Linked DNA regions of Mus musculus: all the other regions are linked to region 4. Evidence: chromatin contacts called from public Hi-C, HiChIP or PLAC-seq and promoter capture Hi-C data. All regions are on one chromosome and are shown on one strand. Each heading gives the region's core, a stretch centred on a gene start, on an enhancer-like site or on the middle of the called end of the contact. The rest is flanking DNA. Distances are from core to core; before and after follow the strand shown. Region 1 holds the start of Zfp445 (zinc finger protein 445). Region 2 holds the start of Csrnp1 (cysteine-serine-rich nuclear protein 1). Region 3 has its middle 8.1 kb from the start of Gm34323. Region 4 holds the start of Ss18l2 (SS18, nBAF chromatin remodeling complex subunit like 2). Region 5 holds the start of 5830454E08Rik (RIKEN cDNA 5830454E08 gene).

Region 1 (2,700 bases), core at 135-2,634, 1.2 Mb after region 4:
GCATATAGGCACATACAGTGAAACATTTACATAACAAAATCATTTATTTGTTTTATTTTATTTTTGTCAAGGTCTTAAGTATGGCTATGCTTGGTAATGAACAGTACTACCCAGGAAAGTTAGGCAGGAACAGCCTATAGGATGGACCACTGAGTAAAGTTATCTAGTGTCAAGACTGTGTAGTTCAGTTGAACCTGAGTTCAATCGCAAGAGCCAACACAGCAGCAGGAAAGACACCCACAAGTTGTCTTCTAATCCCCACAGGTACACTGCCACACATATACATGCACTCAAACAAAAATAAGATGTAGGGCCAAGTGTGGCAGCACACACCTTTAACCCCAGCACTGAGGAAGTAGAAATAGGTGGATTTCTATGAGTTCTATGCCAGTCTGCCCACATGTTTGATGTATGAGTTCCAGGCTAATATAAGAGGGGGAGGTTAGGGAAGCCCAAACCAACAATTGCATTGTACCGGGGCAGAACCGGTGACAGAAGTTTCAAAGTTTCTATAACATAGGTTTCCAAAGCTTAGATAATTAGAACAATGGACTTTCTGAAGCTGTATTAAGAATGAAGCACTGCTGGGCTGGAGAGCCAGAAAATGAAGCTCACGAAATGAAGTCACCTAAAGCTAAATGGGTTCCCCCATCAGTTCACTTTCTTGCTTTATTTATTTATTTATTTAAATCATTTTACTCTCAAGCAACTCGGACATTACAAAATACTCCTTGAACACTAGAAGACACACACACACACACAAATATATAATATATATATAAATAAGGTTGGGACTGTGAGCACGTTTCAGCTTTCAAGTGCGTTATCAAAGCTGAATTTCAAACGTGCCCTCTCAGCTTAGAAAACATTTCTACCTTTATTACTTTTAAAATTTGAGAGAAGGGCTCATTAAATTGCCCAAGCTCCCGGTCTTTCTGCCTCCGCTTCCTCAGTAGCGGGGATTACAGGCCGGAGCTATCACACCAAGCTGTTCGAAGCTTTTTTTAAAATCTCAAACATTTTACATCACAACCGCAGGGCTTTTTTTTTTTTTTTAATTTTTATGTTTTTAAGGCAATAGCATAACCGACCCACACAGTCAAACATGGACCTACGTGTGGAGTTTGTCAAGAATACCGAGAGTCATAATGGCGGACACCGGACTGCTGGACAACACCGCTCCGATCGTCCCGCTCCCCGCAGAACCGCCCTGGGCCGTGACGCCGCCCGGGCCAGGTCACCGCAACTGTGCCCCGCCGCCCGCTCCTGCACCCGACCTCCCAGCCGCTCACCGACTCACGCCGGAGCACTCAGCATTCTTCCTAATGGCTGTTCGCTCCCAGGGCCCACTTCCTCCGCGGGCCTCTCTGCGAGAGCGGAAGTACGCTTCTGAGGTCTATCTAGGAAGCCCGGAGGAATGCCATCTCAGCTGCTCTCCGCCCAAATGCCTCCCTGGCGCCTTTGATGTCTAGGCACTGGCTTGGCAGTAAGGCTGAAGGTCTAACTTCCATGTCCTGTCCGCTGTGTCTGGAGATAATGTAAAACCCTAATCCTCCGTCAGAGGTTCACATTTGGACCCTACCTGGGACTTCCTAGAGGGTCATTCTGAGAATTATTTTACTCAAGAAAGTTCCTGTGGGTGGAGAATGAAACTTGGCATAGCCTTCACCCTCGGCAGAAGTGAGAGGCTGTAAGGAAGGCGTGTGACTGGAAAAAAATCCTTAGGGTCCCTCAGTAAGAAGAGCATTATCTAGATGAGTGGTATGGAAGGGACACTGTTGAGAAGCAGCCTCTTATCTCCCTGTGTATTGAGTAAAGGTTAAACGATCTGAGACTGGTGCAGGAACTACACCAGGGCACTAACAGGCCCAAATGGCAAACATGGCACTAGCAGGTCTTGCTCTCCCCCTTCACTCTTCCTACCTAAACTGTAAGACCATGACCTTCGGTCAGTGGTACTTACTTTGTGACATTCTCTAGTGAGACACCAAAATACAGATTGATGCAAAAGCAAGAGGTTTACTTTCCGGCACGAAGGATCGACCTTCAATTAGTCCCTCAAGTCAAGCGACTAGAAGGCGAACCCGAATGGCTATTACAAGCAGTTTTTATACATTCAGGTAATTCCTCCCGCTGTGTCTCTAGGGTAGGGATATCCCAGGAATCAAAGACAAGGTCCAACCACCAGGTATAAGGCAGGTGTTCCTCTGTAGTGGACCAAGCCACATCCCCAGTGGCTGGAAGTACTTGCCAAGTCACTTTGGTAGGGTTGGGTGGGGTGCTGAGGCTCAGCACGAGAAGAAAGATACACCACAGCCATCTCATGGTTTCTTTGGCCTTGCGGGTGATCTCCAACTTGGTAATTGTGTGGAATCTCTGAGGTACCTCCGTTAATCAGGGCACTAAGTTTAGTGTCACAGTTCCTGGTGGCTGATCGGGAAAGCTTGCAATCGAGCCATAAGATCTGTGTCAGCTTGAAAAGTCACTCTGGGGTTGGGGGAGCATTAAGAGCCAGGGTCAAGGGAGTGGAGGTCCCATACAGGATCTCAAAGGGAGTTAGATAGAAATGATAGGGAGTATTTCTGGCCCTAAACAATGCCATGGGAAGGAGCAACACCCCGTCTGTACCAGTCTCTACCAACAGTTTGGTTAAGGTCTCCTTCAGGGTCTGATTCATCCTTTCTACCTGCCCTGACCTTT
Region 2 (2,700 bases), core at 126-2,625, 1.7 Mb before region 4:
GGGGGGGGGGGGTCACACTGCATGGTACAGGGACTGGAGCAAGGACAGCCAGTGCGCCTTCTGGTGGCGATGCAACTAAGAGGGCCTGTGTTAGCCCGAGGGCACAGGAAGCCACCCAAGTGCGTAAGTAAGGACTGACAATTCTAGATTTGCATGGTTGAAAGATGGCTCAGCGCCTGAGCCAGAGAGGGTGTGACCCGTAGGACACAGGGTAGGGCCAGGTGAACTGACAGGACAAGCGCAAAGGAGAAAAGGGGGTGGATTTGGTGACAGCTCGGGAGATGTGGGCGGGGCTGTCAAAGATTTGGGGGCAGAGAGTATTGACTTACTCTCTGCAGAAGGCTGAGACTTCGGTCCAGAGATGTTGGGTGGGTAGCTAGAGAGGAGGGAGGAATTCTCTGTTGTCAGGAAGGTGGGCTACATCTGGGAGTGACTGTATCGGCAACCCGAGTGACTAAGTGTGTGGCCGTTGCTGTGGTGTAGGCTTTTCTACAGTACATGAAGGCGAAAGGACCTCCGGGAAGGGGAAACTGAGGAAGGAGAGGAAATGCATGCAGAAGAGGGAGTAGAGGTGCGTGGGAGAGAGCCTACGTGTGCCCGCGGGTGGTCGGTGTAGCTGCGCCCCGGTGACTCACGGCAGTGGCCTCTGAGTGTGACGGTGACAGGTGAACATACGACACAATCCTTCTCCCCCCCGCCTCCCTCCCGGGGTCCGTGACTCACCAAGCCTCGCTCATTCCTCACTCATCCCTCCAAACCCTCCCTGACCCCCGCCTGCCGAGGGCGCCCGGCACACGCCGCAGCTCGGGCACCCTCCCCCTAGGGAGCCCGAGGAGGAAGACGACCAATGTCACCTGCCCCGGCCACGCGAGTAACTTCTGAAAAGTTCTCAGGCAACTAGGTCAAAAGGAAACTCACCCGCGGGCACGCGCGCCCCGTCCCACTGCCACCTGCGCCCGGCTTTGGGGCGCCTGGACATCTGGGGTAACCACAACGAGGCGGGGGAGGGGAAGCCTGCCCCCCCCCCGCCACCTCGCAGCCGTGGGCTCTCACTCCAGGCGCCAGATCTCCAGTCGGGCTCGGAGGCCGGATCCCGGCGTCCCCTCCGGAGGACCCAAGGGAGATCAGCGGGGAGCTGGAGTGACAGCGCCACTCACCCGAGACGCCCCCTGCCCCATTTCCCATCCCGCCGCGTTCAGGAACCGTGGCACTCACCTAAGCTAGCAGGGCTCGCCCAGTTCACCGAAGCCACTCGTGTGCCGGCCCCAGGGTCGCAGCGCACACAGCGACCCGCAGTGCGCTCGGCCGGGCGGCCGTCGGTGCAGCCGGCCCAGGTCTGCGCGTCCGGCGGCGGCGGGAGAGACTGGCTCAGCCCCGGCCCCGCCCGCGGCTCCGCCCTCCTCGTCAGTGGAAAACTCCGGGGCTCACGGCGCTGACGCACGCCGGGCCTCCCGCCAGGCCGCCCCGCAGCCCGCAGCCTTCGGCCCCGCCCCGGAGGCACCGCCCCCTCCCCCGCCTCGAGCCTCCCCGCGGACTGTGACCGGGCCGCGACGCCGCTGCTCCGCGCTCGGCTCCTAAGATCGCGGAGCCGAGCTTCGTGCAGAGCCGGGTCCTAGAGATGCCCGCTTCTCCACGCCGAGCAGTCCCGAGCTGCAGACTGGGTAGACTGAGGCTGCGAGCGATGGAAGCTCCTCCCCTGCCTCCACCCGCCCAGGGCAGATTATTATCAATTCAATCTGAGGACCCTTCCCCGGCCCTCACCCCACCTCTTTTTCCCAGATCCCGCAGAAAGTTAGCTCAGACTGGAGACCAGCCAGGGATGAGGAGAGAAGAAAAGGTCATCCTAGGGCCTGGCCTTCACCTCTGCCCTCGGGCCAGAGCCCTTACTCCGAACAATACCTAAAGTAGAGATTGCTGGAACCAGCTTCCCCACCCCCATCCCTCCTTAAAAAAAAAAAAAAAAAGAATCTGGTTTCTCCTAGGCCGGACCCTGGCTACTTACAGCGGATTGCTGCCTCCTCTGCTCCCGCCAAGACCTTCCTTAGGCTCGCAGCCAACTCCCTGTACTACTAGGCAGAAGAAAGTGTGTTCTAGCAGTCAACTTCTCTCTCAGGAGCCCACCCGAGTCCTCGTCAGCCCACGGCAGGGCCAGTTCGACCCAGTACCTAGAGCGCTTTTCTCTCCCGTTCTGACTGCACCGCCTGGAACGTTTCACCCTCACTCTGCTCACCTGAGGGAATCCCAACAACGTCTAGGATGGCTCAGCAAGGACTGCCTCCTCCTCCTGGAAGCCTTCGTGGAAGCTCGACCCTCCCCCTCCCAGCCCCGCTCCCGCTGCATTCTGGGTTCTTCTGACTGTCCTAGATGAATGCTGTCAGTGGCTAGTCCAACCCTCAGGATTCCATTCTCCCCTCCCCCGGGTGTAGTAGGGAGGTGACCTTCTGTCCTGCCTAAATGGCACCGAGGGTGGGGAGGATGACGGGCCCTTTCTTCAGTCTTCAGTCCTGGATGTACATGTGTACAGAGGACAAGCAGAGTGGGGGTGGGGGAGTCAGCCTGCCCTTTATCTGTGGTAATCTGGGGTCTGAGATCCTCAACACACAGCTTTGGTACACAGAAGCTGCCGGGTGGCTGAGTCTGCTCAGGAAATAGTCTACAGGGCTAGCTGAAGAAGCATGTAGCTCAATGGTAGGGCACTTT
Region 3 (2,751 bases), core at 225-2,724, 1.1 Mb before region 4:
TGGGCTCCACCCATGCCCAACCCTGAAAGAATTGTGATACAACAGATACTTAGCTTAGCTGTGCAGTGTGTTGTGATAGAACTGGTGGTGGTCCAGTGTGGATACAGGGGCATGGGATTTCATTCCTCTTAGATAAAGGTCTAAAGGGTGGAATGGTGGCTTGGCATGGTGAGTATACTTTTCCACGTGCTCAGTGACATTCTCACATTCCATCTGGGGGTGTGAAGGTTGCCCTGGTCCATCAGCCTGCATCTCTGATCTTTTTTTTTTTTTTAATAGAATACCTTTTACTTATTTTTCAATAACTACACACATGTAAACAATGTATATTGGTCATATACACCCCTAACCATCCTCTCCATTCTTCCCTCCCCTGGACACTCCAATTCACTACCTCCCACTTTTTCTTCCAACCTCCTCTCTCTGTGTCTGTCTGTCTGTCTCTCTTCTCTCTCTGTCTCCACTGAGGCTAACTGGTGCTGCCCAGTGGAGTGTCCACTGATCCCCTTGGCTTGCTCTTGGTCAATAGCCACAGCTGTAGTGTGTTCATGGGTGTAGTGTCAAGTCCAGAGGACAACCCTCCTCCCATCTTTCCTCCCATCCCTCCTCCCATCCCTCCTCCCATTCCTCCTCCCCATCCTCCAGCTCTTACATTCTTTTTTTATTTTATCTTCTTCAATTTTATTTTATTTTGAGACAGGCTATCACTGTGTAGCCTGCCTGGCCAAGAACTTGCTGTATAGAAGACTGGCCTGAAACAGAGATTTGCCATCACACCAGGCAGCTCCTACACTCTTTGTGCCTCCTCCTACAGCCAGCCATTGGCAGAAAGTCCCATGTAGGGCTAGCCCTCAACACTCGCTTACTCTCAGCACATGGGCAGCTGTGAGTCTCCGCATTAAGTGCTCAGCACAGCACATCGAAGCTGCTTCTGGCCAAGGCAGAGGCAGCACCCATCTAGAGTATAAAACAAGCGTTTAGAAGGCCATGTAGCTTAGTAAAACAACAGCAGGCGGTTCCCCTCCATGGCTTGTGACACCCTGGAGTCTCTGACCGTTGACCAGGCCACAACACCAGGCCTGGGCCCCCTCCTGTGCAGAGGCCTCAGATCCAGCAGAGCAGCTACATTGTTCCCAGGGCTTTTTGACTTTCTTTTCTGATGGCTGGAACTGTATCTCACTGTGGTTTTTAATTTGCATTCACTTGATGACTAATGAGGGATAAACCTGTTTGAACCAGTTGTACAACCTGTTCAGAGTTTTGTTTTGCTTCCAAGAGAATTACGTCTTGTTTGTTGGTTTAATTGTGTGTCCTTGTTACCCTTGTAATTTGAGAAATATAGATGAAAAGGCAGGATTCCTGTCTTGAGGGAAATTCACAGAACAATCAACATGTCAACATAGTATTATATGTGAAATACAAAAGGGGGGTAGAGGACAGGGCGGAAGTGCGATGCTGGCAGGGGAGTCATTCAGAGTCTTCTTTGCTGACTCACGCAGTCGGTTGCACATGCTGCTGAGGAATAAACTAGAAGGGCACAGATTCCATTCTCTTAGGATTCGTTTCTTAAATCATGTGTGCATGTGTGCACACACATGTGCATACTTTCTATGAATGTGTGCACACACATATGCATGCTTTCTGTGAATGTGTGCACACACATGCATGCTTTCTATTCATGTGTGTGTGTGTGTGTGTGTGTGTGTGTGTGTGTGTGTGTGTAGACACAGGCATGCGTTCGTGCAGGGCACTGATCCCTGGAGCCAGAGTTACAGAGTTGAGTTGTAGGCAGTGGCTTCTGCTGCTGACTTGTATACTGTAAGCTAGCAGTCCAGTGAGCTTTTGGGTGATTCTCCAGTCTCTGCCTTCTATCTCACCAAGGAGGCATGCTTGACTTACAGATGTATGCTAACACACCTGGCTTAAATTCCCCCCAATCCCCATATCCCCACTGAGGCAGCGGTTCTCCATGTAGCCCTGGCTGTCCTGGAACTTACTTTGTAGACCAGGCTGACCTGGAACAGAGATCCATCTGCCCCTTCCTCCTGAGTGTTGGGATTAAAGGTGTGCACCACCACGCCTGGCTTGCTTTGGGTGTGTGTGGGGGTGGGAGGGTGGGGGGTGGTAAGGATTGAATTTAGATTCTCACATCGAAGGCTTTAGCCTGCTGAGCTATCTCTTGGCTCCAGATCTTTTGATTTTAAACTTAATGCTTTGTACACTGCCCATGGTTATCCCAAACACACCCTTAACACTACGTCTTCGTTACTCACTGTCTCTCCTGGTGCTTCCTTTCATGTGTGAAGCCGAAGGCCCCTTATTCATTTTTCATAAGCAGAAGTCAGGCATCTCATCTAAAAAGAATGCATTCATTCCACACGTCTGTTTACTTATACACAGATGTGTATTTTCAATTTCTTCCTTTCCGGTTCAGGAAGCTGCTGGTAATAAATTTTCATTAAAGTGGTACAAGATCGGAAAGTGAAATAAGCCCCAGCACATTTTCCTAAGTAATCAACAGAATCCCAAAGTGAGAGCCAATTATAACCCTCAGGATCCGCCCCCGCTCATTCAAATGCAGTTATCACAGGGTAGAGCCCAGTGGGGGGCTGCCCACTTCCCCTCAGCTTTTTTTTCACCCCCTTTCTCCAGCTCCAACATCTGAACAATCAGTCCTTCAGCCTCCCAACCTAAGACTTGAGACTTTGTGTCTTGTGTTGATTAAGAAGATGCCAGTCAGGACGAAGTCAG
Region 4 (2,700 bases), core at 8-2,507:
CCTCGAACCCAACCTCCTTTCCACCTTCATCTTATCACTGCCAAGAAAGTTTTCAGGCATTACCAGTCTTCTGCCCAAGACCATCCGTAGTTCCCACTGCCTCCTGGAGAAAGTCCAGGATTGAGTCCTCCCAGCCCCCTGATATCCACACCTATACGCTGAGACTTCTTCCCCACCTCCCCCACACACACATCTGTGCCTATTTGACACCACCTCCTGCCGAAATCAGTCCTCCACTCTAAATGGGAATTACTGAGGGTAGAGTGGTACTAAGCAAGGTGTGCACCCTGCTCTTGATGACCCCACTCTGCCCATCCTGTCTTCTGTAGAATCTCTGGGAGGGACTGATGTGTGAACTTGAGAAGTAAGAATCTCTGAGTCCAACCCCACACAGACAGGTCACCCCAACTTCTCTTATTGGATCTTCATGCCTAGAATGAAGGGAAAGCTGCTGCCTTAAACACCTAAATGAGGGTGGGCAAACCCGTTCTAGGGCAGAGAAACAGAACTCCAGGGAGTTCTCTAGATCTTCCCTCTAAATGAAGGTGTAAGGTGATGGTCATCATTGGCAATAGGACTCGGGAAAATGCATCTATTTTCTGTTCTGTAAAGTGGAGAAAATGCTAGTACTTTTTAGGGTGGCAATAAGCAATACGACTTCATAGTAAATGTTTACTTCTGTGTTACACCTGTGTTTGCCACATGTATTTGAGTGCCTGTGCAGGCCCGAAGAGGGCATTAGATCTGCTGGAGCTTAAGTTACAGGTGGTTGTGAGCCACTCGAAATGGGGAGGTTGGGAATCAAACTCTGGTCCTCTGGAAGAGCAGGCAAGGGGGCTCTTAACCACTGACCCCGGCCTGATACGCTGGTTTTAAAATTTTTTTATTGCCTAGAAAGAATCTAGACACACTCATGTATCTTTCAGGATAAGAGAACAGCTAATATCAGTGCTTTCCGGTTTGATCTGACTGGAAGGAGCCTCTCAGTTCCCACTGTACTAGAACTAGAAGGGTTTGGGACAGGAGAGCCAGGCTGAGAAACCAGCCAGCTCTTGGCCATCAATCATCAGCAAAGTCCCGCCCCCAGAGTAGCGTCATAGACTCTGCAAGAGCAAGCAAGAGCTTGCTCGCGCGTCCAATCACAGGTGACGCCCCCGCGTCGCACCCAATCAGCGTCGAGTCTCTAACACCCCCGCCTCCACGCGGGGCGGTGTAGGCTTGCGTCAGCAGCGCGCGACTCGGGGGCTCCCGAGCTTTTTTTTTTTTGCAGCATGTCTGTCATCTTCGCTCCTGACTGGCTACGCGGCAAAGCCAAGGTCAATCAAGAGACAATCCAGCGGGTGAGCGACCGAGAGCCGGAGATTTGGTGCAGGAGCTTCCTGCAGGGGCCGGACCGTGGTGGGGACAGCCTGTGGGCCGGGGAAGGAATGGGAGCAGGGTCAGCTCGGCGCCTGCCCCGGACCTCCAGCTGAGAGCCCCCTGCATTTCTTCCTCGCCCGTCTTTCAGCTCCTGGAGGAGAATGACCAGCTGATCCGCTGTATCGTGGAGTATCAGAATAAGGGCCGAGCGAACGAGTGCGTCCAGTAAGTGCCACTGGGGACGCGCGGCAGCCTTGGGTGACAAACCGACGAGAAAGGGGAGGTGCGGAAGAGGTTACTTGGCTTGAGTGGTGCTGCATGCCTGTAATCTTTGCACTGGGCAGGTTGCGGCCGGAGGATGGCCTGTGCTCCGCCCTCTAAAGGTTATTTACTTACTACTCAAATCCATATTGACAGTTTATGGTAAGAACCTGGAGTTAGTCAGGGTTTCACACAAAGCCCTGTCAGCTGGTGACAGAGGAAAGTGTCTCAAAGCTAGGCTCCGTGAGAGCCTTGGTCTCTTTATTCGTGGATTTCACTTCCATCCCCCAAAAGTAATCAGGCCATTTTGTTAACCAGCACTCAGTCAGTCTGTGGGAGATACGACCAAAAAAGGGATTTCTACGTTAAACCAGATGTCGGAATGGGAAGAAACAGAATCTGAGACCCTTTTCTAAATTTGGTCCAAGAACTAGGTCCCATTTCTTATAGACAATGCGGTATCGTTACTTAAGTATTTTTAACACCCCCCCCCTTGCCTCTTAAAAAGTCACTTACAACCATTCTCTAAGCATCTTAATGGAACAGCAGAATTGCCATTTTGCGGTGTTTATGTTTGACTCCAGCATTTGAGGTTTGCCTTTTTACATTTTAAACACGTTCTCATGTTTAGAAAATGCCTGCAGACATGCTTTTTGGTATACTGACTCTTGTGCAAAGATACAAAGGTCCTACAAATTTATTCTGTTTCTTCACATTGTGAAGGTCGAACTTCTCAAGTCTAATGACTTCCTGAATGGGCAGCAATTGACAGTGGCTATGTCATGTGCTTACTTTGGTCATACAAGGGCCTCCTTTATTCTAATCCCCCCCACCCCCCACAAATGCACAAAGGTTTCCCTGTGTAGCCCTGGCTGTCCCAGTACTTGCTCTGTAGTCCAGGTTGACTGTGAAGTCAGAAATTCCCACTGCCTCTGCCTCCCATGTGCTGGGACTAAGATGTACCACCACACCCAGCAGTGGTACTACAGACAAGGAGGCATTGTATGGTGAATAGGAAACACGAGATTCCTACTCTCTGTGGAGCTGACATTCTAGACTCTAGTACCAGAGTGGAGAAAT
Region 5 (2,765 bases), core at 51-2,550, 1.1 Mb before region 4:
ACTGGTATAGCCTGAGGTAAGGGGACAGGGGAGGAGGGGACTGAAATCAAGGACAACAGTGCCTGGGAGCCAGCAGTTTCAAAAGCATGGTTACTTCAGTGAGGTATTTGGTGATTGGTTTTCAGGGGTATTTATGAAGGATTTCTTAGCGTTGGGACTGCTGTGGACTTGATAACTTTCAGGAAACAAGGTCTCACTTTGCTTTTCTGGCTTCTGAGCTCCAGGGGCCTGACTGACTTTCTTCTTTCTTTCTTCCTTTCTTTCTTTCTGCCTGTCTGTCTGTCTGTCTGTCTGTCTTTTGTTTTCGAGACAGGGTTTCTCTGTATAGCCCTTGCTGTCCTGGAACTCACTTTGTAGAACAGGCTGGCCTCAACTCAGAAATCTGCCTGCCTCTGCCTCCCAAGTGCTGTGATTAAAGGCGTGCACCACCATTGTCCGCCTCCAGGGGACTTCATGCTTTAGCCTCCAGCATAGGCCATCAACCACCACACACCTTGAACATTGTCTGAGGTAGGGCTTCTGGTTCCTGTCTAGGCCTTTGTAGTGCTAGCATTACAGATAAGTACCATCGTGTCCAGTAAGAAATAAGCTTTTCCTACCTTATCATTTTTACTGCTTTACCATTTTAAAGTTTGGGGTTTTATGCAAATGAGTTTTGCCAGCATATTAGGTCTGTGCCTCATTGTGGTGTCTGAGAATGTTGGGTCCCTTAGAATAGGATTGTGAGCCACCATATGGCTGTTAGAATTGAGTCTTGGCCCTTTGCAAGAGCAACAGGTGTTATTAACTGCTGAGTCTATGAAAATACTTTTCAGGATGATTTGTGTCTTTGTGGGTATATGCTGTGAGTGCAGGGTCAGGCAGTCCAGAAGAGGCCGTTAGATTTCTGGTGCTCAGTTGAGCCACCTGGTGCTGAGAAGTGACCGGCTAAGCTAATTTTCCGGCCGTATCAGCATGAGAAACTGCACACTGATGTCCAATCTTTATTTGTGGGGGTGTGATTTTTTTTTTTTCCCCAATCAATGTTGCTATTTAAAATTGGTACCAGAGAGATCGCTCAAGCGAATTTGTATAATTTCTGCCCGGAGCGGGCAACGCTTACCACCTGCTGCCCAGATGCGCACGCACCCAAACGTCTCAAAGCGCACCTCTCAGATCTTCAGAGCAGATGCGCGGGAGTCTGCGCAAGTGCGCAGGCGCCCTGAGCCACATCAAACCCCTCCTACTCCGCTGGACCGACAAGTGGTGGGGCGGTGTTATCACCGAGATGAGGCCTCCGGAACTCCTAGAGCGGCCGGAGTGCGCTCGCGCTTCCGGGTCGGGGCTTGGCCCTGTAGATAGTTCGGGCGAGTCGGACGTTGACTTACTGCGCCCGGTGCTGGGTCAGAAGTGCAACCTTCCTTCAGCGTTCCCAGCCTGCCACGAGTGGACAATCCGATGTTGCCCCCCCCTCCGTGCCCAGGGACGCATTGGGCCCCAGGAGGCGTCCCCGGGGCGCGGAGCATCATTTCTGTCCCCTCGCCGTCAGACACTCGTGCCTTGTAAGCGCGCAGTCTGCAGAGTGGAGACCTGCGTGGGAGGCAGGAAGACTTTGGATGGGGATGTCCGAGGAGGTTGGGGTGTCACAGTGGGAGATACGGAACCCACGCACCACAGGAGGCTATATTGGGAGTGGTGAGGCTTACGTTGCAGATGCTAGTGGAAGAAAGGAGAACCATGCCAGAACATCCCGTGAGTGTCTGCAAACGAGAGTCACCTGCTGAAGTTAGGAAGTTCATTATTGAGCTGGTTCTGGTGTCCGTTGCTAGTAGGATATGCTGAAGAGGCAGAAGCAGGAATATCAGGAGTTGAGGCCAGCCTGGGTTACACCTTGTGTTGGAGTACCTTCTGCTCTTCCAGAGGAACAAAGTTTGGTTCCCAGAGTCCCTGCGGAGTATTTCACAACCTCCTATCACTCCAGGTTCTTCCAGGGATCTCTGGGAGTACCTGAGTTTGTGTGGCGGACATTGACCACATTCATCCATTAAAACAAACTAAAACGTGTTGAAGAGTTTGCTTCATTCATTGTGGTCGTATTGTCAAGAGACCAGTATTCAGTGTGCGAATTTTCTTTCACTTCCCATACACTTATTTGTGTGTGTATACAGACGTGTGTGCCACAGAGGGTGTGTGGAGGTCACATGACTACCTTCAAGCATCAACTCTTCCACCGTGTGGGTTCAAGAGATGGAACCCAGGTAGTCAGGCTATGCAGCAAGTAACTTTACTCACTGAACCTTCTGGAGGAGGGGAGGGGCTGAGAACGAGGTTTGCTGTGACCTGAGGCTTGTGAGTGCCTTCCACAGACACTTTTGAGAGTTGAGTCTTCTTTTTTGAACTCTTGTCATGCGAACACACACACCATGTTTACACCTGAGGTGGCCTCGTTACCACACGGGTGGAAAAACCTTGGACTTGTTACGCACTTGATTTAAATCAGTTTTTTGGTCACTAAACTCAGAAGATGTTTGCTGTTGCTTTTGTGACTCACATTTAGTTCTGTGACTCCATTGGGGTCAGACCCATAGTTATAAAGATGTTCTTTCTAGGAAGCCAGAACACGCAAACTCTTTGAAGAGAGCTGGCTTTCTCGAGAGACAGGGACATATGGTTTGTAAAGCACTGACTTTTCAGAGCTCAGGTGCTCTACACGGTGTTTGGTGCTGGGAACCTGAAAAGAAGCTAGGGAGGAACAAATGGGGTTGATTCCCTACACTGCAGATGGG

What was found. Promoter capture Hi-C pulls out the DNA fragments that hold promoters and counts their contacts. Hi-C and Micro-C count contacts between places; a contact is called where the count stands out from the background. HiChIP or PLAC-seq counts read pairs in DNA pulled down with a chosen protein or histone mark.
Region 1: a promoter capture Hi-C map of cranial neural crest shows a contact between it and region 4. The contact joins the promoter of Zfp445 here to the promoter of Ss18l2 in region 4. A contact is called at or near these places in 1 of 39 promoter capture datasets (cranial neural crest) and 1 of 484 Hi-C or Micro-C datasets (B cells).
Region 2: a Hi-C map of B cells shows a contact between it and region 4, with 7 read pairs. The contact joins the promoter of Csrnp1 here to the promoter of Ss18l2 in region 4. A contact is called at or near these places in 6 of 39 promoter capture datasets (the C10 cell line, cranial neural crest, embryonic stem cells and 3 more), 2 of 484 Hi-C or Micro-C datasets (B cells and the G1E-ER4 cell line), 5 of 115 datasets of contacts at active chromatin or transcription factors (astrocytes, embryonic stem cells, large pre-B cells and 2 more) and 2 of 9 other capture datasets (adipose tissue and liver).
Region 3: an HNF4G HiChIP or PLAC-seq map of pancreatic cancer cells shows a contact between it and region 4. The contact joins the enhancer-like site here to the promoter of Ss18l2 in region 4. A contact is called at or near these places in 4 of 39 promoter capture datasets (the 3T3-L1 cell line, 3T3-L1-derived adipocytes, hematopoietic stem and progenitor cells and 1 more), 5 of 115 datasets of contacts at active chromatin or transcription factors (embryonic stem cells, extraembryonic endoderm stem cells, large pre-B cells and 1 more) and 1 of 9 other capture datasets (liver).
Region 5: a contact with region 4 is called in a promoter capture Hi-C map of pre-B cells, with 3 times the contacts expected there. The contact joins the promoter of 5830454E08Rik here to the promoter of Ss18l2 in region 4. A contact is called at or near these places in 11 of 39 promoter capture datasets (the 3T3-L1 cell line, 3T3-L1-derived adipocytes, the C10 cell line and 7 more), 7 of 484 Hi-C or Micro-C datasets (B cells, CD4 T cells, CD8 T cells and 2 more), 12 of 115 datasets of contacts at active chromatin or transcription factors (Th17 cells, astrocytes, embryonic forebrain and 5 more) and 1 of 9 other capture datasets (liver).

The regions. Positions count from the first base shown.
Region 1 is chr9:122,864,622-122,867,321 of GRCm38.p6, forward strand. It overlaps Zfp445 (zinc finger protein 445), which reads right to left and starts at 1,385. Exons shown (of 7, transcript NM_001359935.1): 1 at 1,293-1,385.
Region 2 is chr9:119,982,404-119,985,103 of GRCm38.p6, forward strand. Csrnp1 (cysteine-serine-rich nuclear protein 1) reads right to left here and starts at 1,376. Exons shown (of 5, transcript NM_001357562.1): 1 at 1,216-1,376. It overlaps Gm33800 (a long non-coding RNA gene), which reads left to right and starts at 1,442. Exons shown (of 4, transcript XR_871355.3): 1 at 1,442-2,700.
Region 3 is chr9:120,592,432-120,595,182 of GRCm38.p6, forward strand. No RefSeq gene overlaps it. Among named protein-coding and RNA genes, the nearest start is that of Gm34323, 8.1 kb to the right of the region's middle. Within about 2 kb of position 1,475, at least 53 of the 459 cell types and tissues checked have an H3K27ac peak or open chromatin away from gene starts, as enhancers often do. A contact at or near this core is called in embryonic stem cells and pancreatic cancer cells, where this site is marked.
Region 4 is chr9:121,709,132-121,711,831 of GRCm38.p6, forward strand. It overlaps Ss18l2 (SS18, nBAF chromatin remodeling complex subunit like 2), which reads left to right and starts at 1,258. Exons shown (of 3, transcript NM_026794.2): 1 at 1,258-1,340; 2 at 1,508-1,584. The coding sequence starts at 1,272.
Region 5 is chr9:120,576,031-120,578,795 of GRCm38.p6, forward strand. 5830454E08Rik (RIKEN cDNA 5830454E08 gene) reads left to right here and starts at 1,301. Exons shown (of 1, transcript NR_073359.1): 1 at 1,301-2,043.